Regions from separate parts of the Pan troglodytes genome. Here region 1 is linked to region 2. Evidence: chromatin contacts called from public Hi-C data. All regions are on one chromosome and are shown on one strand. The core of a region is the stretch at or near the end of the contact, and the rest is flanking DNA. Distances in the headings are between cores, read along the strand shown.

Region 1 (2,839 bases), core at 261-2,760, 200 kb before region 2:
CTGTAGGGCCTTCAGGGCCTGGAGGGAACAAGGGCAGGGCGGGGTCAGGGGACACACTGAAGGCTGGGGCAGGGAGGGACACAATTGACCTTGGGGCCAATGTTAAGTTGTAGACTCAGGGTTGAGATCAGTGCTAGGCCAATGACAGTGGCCAGTGAATCGGGGGTCAAGGGTCAGAGATCATGCCACCTTCTTCTGGATGCCTGACAGGAAGTCCTTTAGCACTGACAGCTTCAGCACCAGGCTCTCTAGTTCCTGCTCCCCTGTCTGTGGCAGGTTCTGGAGGGAGGAAGAACCAGGCTTGTACATGAGTCACCTACGCAGAGCCTCCCACCCAGCTCCAGAACACGAACGCACCTCCCAGAGGTCTCCCTACAATCCTACCTGCTGCTGCAAAAGGCGGGTCACCATGGGCGAGCTCTGCTGGTCAAACACCTTGGACAGGATCTCCAGGCCTGACAGGACCTTGTCCACCTCACTAGGGAAGACATCAGATCAAAAGAACTCCCACCCCGACCTAAGTATAGGGAAGGGGGCGCTGGGTGTAGCCTCAACCTCACCACAAGGATAAAGGCTACCAGTGAGGAAAGTCAAGAGGCAATGGCTAGTTCACTGTTCAGGATCAGATATCAGGGCACCTGTGCAGCCGGGAAGCAGGTGAGGACAGGTCAGAGGTAAGGGTGTAATACATGGGGCTGGATGTCCCAGATACCTGTGCAGCCTCCGGCATGAGGTAGCGAGGGTACGGGTGAGGTGGGGCAGGTGGCTGGCTCCACCCCGCACAGCTTCCAGGTCCAGCCCATAGCTGCCTTTCAGGTACTCGTGCGAGACGGTGCTCAGCCCATTGGGAGCACTTTGGGGAGGGGTTAAGAAGTCAGTGGAGGTCCTGCTGACCTGTCCCAGCACCTCTGCCCCATCCCTAGAGGAGATAGTACCTGTGGCAACCAGGGCGGGATGGATCAGGTTATCTGCCTCTGGGCTGAGGTGGGGTGGGGGTCCCTGGTGGGGGCTTAGAAGGCCTCCCCACCTTTGGTAGGGAAATAGTTCTCAGAGGAGAAAGGGTCTCCTGTTCAGTGGATGGGATGGGGGTCTCACCTCTCAGCAGCTGGAGCTGTGGGAGTCTCAGGAGCTGGCAGGGGACTGCTGGGCCCAGTGGGGGCAGAAATGCTGGTGGAGCCAGAGCGCGGGGGCAGCGGGGGCTTCTCATCCTCCCCATCTGTGGGCAGGGGTCAGTGGGCAGCCGTTTGGGCCTCCCACACTCAGTGGAGTAGGAGGCACGATGCAGCTGTAAAGTGACTCCCATGGAAAGAGGGATAAAGGGCCCCGGCATCATGGCCAAGGGAAAGGGGGTTACAGGAGAGGTGGGGTTGAAAAGGGGGGATGGGAAGAGGCAGGTAGAGCCAAGGGACAGGGGCAGGGAGGGGACCTGCACACTGGGAAGTACCTGAGGCATCCCGGTCATCCGGTGGGTCCGGCTCTCGCTCACCCTCTACAGGAAGAAGCAGGGCGCACACAAGGCCCTGGTTGGGCTGGGCGTACAGGCCGATGAGCTCACCCAGGGTCTGGAAGCGGCGCACAGGCACACCCTGCGAGGTCTGTGGGCCAGCAAGGGTGGGAGGAAGGGTCAGCCAGCAGGTCCCCAAGCCCTAGGCTGGATCAAGGTCAGGGGTCAGGGGCCCAAGCTCCTACCTGCACAGCCAAGAAATCTTCTCCATCAGGCAGAATGCGATACGTGTGCACATGCTTCTGATACCTGATGCCAAGGCAGGGCCAGAATCTGTCACCCCCAGGCTGGGGTCTAAGACCCAAAGCACCCCTTCCTCCTGCCAGCAAGCTCAGCACCCCAACCCCCTCAGCTTGGTTTCCCTAAAACCACCTGCCCAGGCTGCACAGGGTTAATGATGTGGCCGGTCCACTTCCACCCTCCTGGTGTTGCCTATTGGGCAGGAATGACCAGAACACCCCCGTCTCCCCACCAGACCTACACAGACTCCACACCCACCACAGGGCAGGGCCTGAGAAGCAACAGGGAGCTCTTTTGTGGCCTCCACAGCTGTCTAAACAGCCCCTCTGGGCTGTGGTACCAGTCTGGGCCCCCCGCCAGAGTAAGAATCTTCAGAAGCCTGGTTAGCCCGTTTGCACACACGGGCAACATGCTAACACGTGTGTATGCCTCCTGTGTTTATGCTGCTCTCTGGCTCTGCTGGAGTCGGGTATGTCTAGGGCACTTTTGCCGAGGAGTGTGGGGGCATCACCCTAGGCCTTCCCACCAAAGAGGGCCCCCATGGGAGACCTGGGCCTCTAGGAGCCCCAAGCCAAGGAGGGGCAAGAGGGGTGCTGACAGACAGGAGCCGCAGTTGAGCAGGTGGCAGCTGAGCCAGGTGCACAATCAGCGGGGGATGGAAGATCCTCTGCCTCCGCACCTCAGGGCATGCTTCCCCAAGGAGTCACCCAGGAGTCACCCTAGGTGTTGGGCAGGCGGGAGGTGAGGACCCCCATATCGTGGCCCCCTCAGGGGCTCTCCTGGCTGCTTATGCTGGGTGAGTGTCTGTCACCAGGTGTTCCTTTGTAGACTATTATAAACACTATCTGTGTTTATTACAATAGCATACCATTAACTGAATCCTATCTGTGACACGCTGGGTACCCAGTGTCCTATAAATCTTACTTAATTCTCACACTTCTAAACAGATATTATTATCCCCATTCTCCAGCTGAGGAAACAGGCTCAAAGAATAAAAGTGATTTTCCTAAGGCCACAGAGTAAGTAAAAGGTGGAGTTGGGATTTTAAACCATGGCAGAAGCCAGGGCCAGTATCCTAGCTTGCTGGTCAGATTG
Region 2 (2,700 bases), core at 45-2,544:
AAATTAACTGGGATCAACCCCTCTGACAAGTTTCCCTTTCGGTTCTTCTGTGCGTGAATAGTCTAAAGCAAAAAAGGCTGTCCCGTCTGTTTGATAGTTGTGAAGCTTGAATAACAGAGTATAGTGGAGGCATTTTGCCAGAAAACTTACAGTTCTGACATTTTTGTCTTGCTGACTTTTATTTCTGCTCTTCTCAGTAAAAAGCATCCCTCAGTTGTCAGTCAGCCCATATGTATTGAGCACCTACTTTATTCCTGGCTTTCAGCTAGTGCAGTTGGAGTGGGCAGTTGTAAATGGTGCAGTTGCATTCATGAGTGCTGCAGGAAGACCTGGAGGACAGCCGAGGCATGACTGGCAGGAGTTGTGGATGGCTTCCTGACAGAGATGAGACTTCAACACAGTCTTAAAGGATGGGCTGGATTTCTCTAGGACTACTGTTGTCCAAAGTATGCTCCATGCAGCTTTACTTAAACCAGGCTTTGTGGGGGGTGGGGGAAAAGGGTTTTGTGGTCAAATAGGTTTAGGAAATAATGCATGTTGTATCTTCTTCTATAAAAAATGTTCAGTTTAACCCAGCATTTCTTAAACATTTCACCTGAGAACCTCTTTTTATTTTAGTTAATGGAATACTCAGAGGTAAATATTGCTCTACACTAAGCCAAGGAGTCACAACATTCCAGATTGTGGGTGGGTAGGGAAAATGGCTCATTTGGGAGTCTGTAAGAGATTAGCATCTCCTCAAGACTTTGTAGGAGTCTCTGATCTCAGACCAACTATCCAGACAGAGTGCCTCTGGGGGGGATTCATTTGGAAGAAGCCTGTGTAATCACATGGGGTATGGGGGGAGGTACACTCATAGTCTTGGCTTGGATGATGCTTATGCTTGCAGGATGTCTCTGGCATTGGAAGGTTCTGGGCCTGCCCTGCCCTCCAGAAAGTTCGCTAAGAACTAGGAGTTTAGATTCTGAGAAGCAAGGGGCCCACTAATCAGGATCTCCCACTGTAGCCTAGAGAATTCAGCTTTCTAACTTGAAGTGGTATTTCACCTGCTGCTTCTGAAAATGGAACTGCAGTTAGCTAGGGGATCCAGCGAAGTTCCCCCACTAGGTTGAAGGCTGAGATGGCAAAAGCCTCCCAGAGCAGGATCCCAGGGACTAGTATTCTTTTTTTTTTTGGAGACAGAATCTCGCTGGGTCGCCCAGGCTGGAGTGCAGTGGCATGATCTCAGCTCACTGTAATCTCTGTCGCTTGGGTTGAAGCAGTTCTCCTGCCTCATCCTCCTGGGCTGTGTGAGAGCTCCCCCTGCTGTCTCCCTGTCCTCATGGCTCTCTTCACACTGCCCGCTCTTCCAGTTAAGCAAGTACAGACAAGAACCACTAATCAAGAATACTAGTCCTAGCTGGGCGCAGTGGCTCCAGCCTGTAATCCCAGCACTTTGAGAGGCTGAGGTGGGTGGAGGTCAGGAGTTTGAGACCAGCCTGGCCAACATGGCGAAACCCCATCTCTACTAAAAATACAAAAATTAGCCGGGCGTGGTGGTCCATGCCTGTAATCCCAGCTACTTGGGAGGCTGAGGCAGGAGGATTGCTTGAACCCAGGAGTCAGAGGTTATAGTGAGCCGAGATCGTGCCACTGCACTCCAGCCTGGGCAACAGAGCGAGATTCTGTCTCAAACAAACAAACAAACAAACAAACAAACAAACAACACTCTAGTCCCTGGGATCCTCCTCTGGGAGGCTTTTGCCATCTCAGCCTTCAGCCTAGTGGGGGAACTTCACCCTGTCACTTCAGAGCCTTGTTTCCTCCTGTTCTTTCAGTTCTTGGATGTTTTTCCCTCCCCATGGTCTTCTCTCACTCTTAACCTAGGTGTGTTCTCCAGGCTTCCTGACAGTTTAGAGTTGAGCCATTCCAGATGGTGTAATATAGCTTCCCGTTCATCTGTGCTGCCTCCATCTCCTCTCGGCCCCTTTCCACAGAGCTTTTTTATGTTTGCAAATAGGATGGCAGAGTGCCATCTTTTCCAGAAGAACCCCATGCCTCAAGTCCCCTCTTCCCACCCACCACACAGTTCCATCTGGATAAATGGTGTCCTGGTATCTGTCACCTGCCTCCAGGATCTGATCTGGATCTCTTCCAGATCCAGCAGAGATCAAGACTGGAAGGAATGGGGAGGTAGTATGAAATGCAGCAGCAAGGAGGCAAAGATTGCTGAATACTCTGTTCCTAATACTTGCTCTTTTTCTAGCCATGGCACTGAAGAGGGACAGCAAATCTTGAAGCAGCCGGTGTCAGAGAGACTGGACTTTGTGTGCAGTTTTCTGCAGAGTAAGCACCTTTCTTATCCAGCTATGAAGAAGCTGCTTCCTCAGCTCGTGGGATTGGAGAGTCCAGAGGAACTAGTTCATGGGTGTCTGGAGGAGAAAAATTTCAAGGCTCCCCACTCTTTAACACAAAGATGAAAACAGCTGGTTCAGATCCCCTGGGTCTTGTGATGCCTTCATCAGTTGGTGTAAGAAGAGTGTCCCTTCAGTCCCAGAGCCCTTCTTGGAGATCTAGGTGGAGCCAGAAGGTTACTTTTTGGGACCTGTCACTTTGAACTCTTTGAGCACCTTAAGTTTCTGTTTCCCCCAACTTCAAGGAGACAGAAGAGAGAGAATGAGTCTCTTTCCCTTGCAAGAAAAACTGTTTTTCCCAGATAAC

The links. A called contact is a pair of places that touch in the nucleus more often than the background predicts.
Region 1: a Hi-C map of induced pluripotent stem cells shows a contact between it and region 2, with 1.9 times the contacts expected there. The contact joins two enhancer-like sites. A contact is called at or near these places in 2 of 7 Hi-C or Micro-C datasets (both in induced pluripotent stem cells) and 1 of 1 datasets of contacts at active chromatin or transcription factors (stem cell-derived excitatory neurons).

What each region holds. Positions count from the first base shown.
Region 1 is chr9:74,260,777-74,263,615 of NHGRI_mPanTro3-v2.0_pri, reverse strand. It overlaps INPPL1 (inositol polyphosphate phosphatase like 1), which reads right to left. Exons shown (of 29, transcript XM_063784305.1): 3 at 1,690-1,753; 4 at 1,445-1,595; 5 at 1,096-1,216; 6 at 713-935; 7 at 385-478; 8 at 190-279; 9 at 1-18. The coding sequence starts at 1,462. Among named protein-coding and RNA genes, the nearest start is that of INPPL1, 4.7 kb to the right of the region's middle. Within about 2 kb of position 1,510, at least 1 of the 24 cell types and tissues checked has an H3K27ac peak or open chromatin away from gene starts, as enhancers often do. A contact at or near this core is called in induced pluripotent stem cells, where this site is marked.
Region 2 is chr9:74,059,490-74,062,189 of NHGRI_mPanTro3-v2.0_pri, reverse strand. NUMA1 (nuclear mitotic apparatus protein 1) reads left to right here. Exons shown (of 27, transcript XM_063784268.1): 6 at 2,246-2,325. Among named protein-coding and RNA genes, the nearest start is that of IL18BP, 28 kb to the right of the region's middle. Within about 2 kb of position 1,294, at least 6 of the 24 cell types and tissues checked have an H3K27ac peak or open chromatin away from gene starts, as enhancers often do. A contact at or near this core is called in induced pluripotent stem cells, where this site is marked.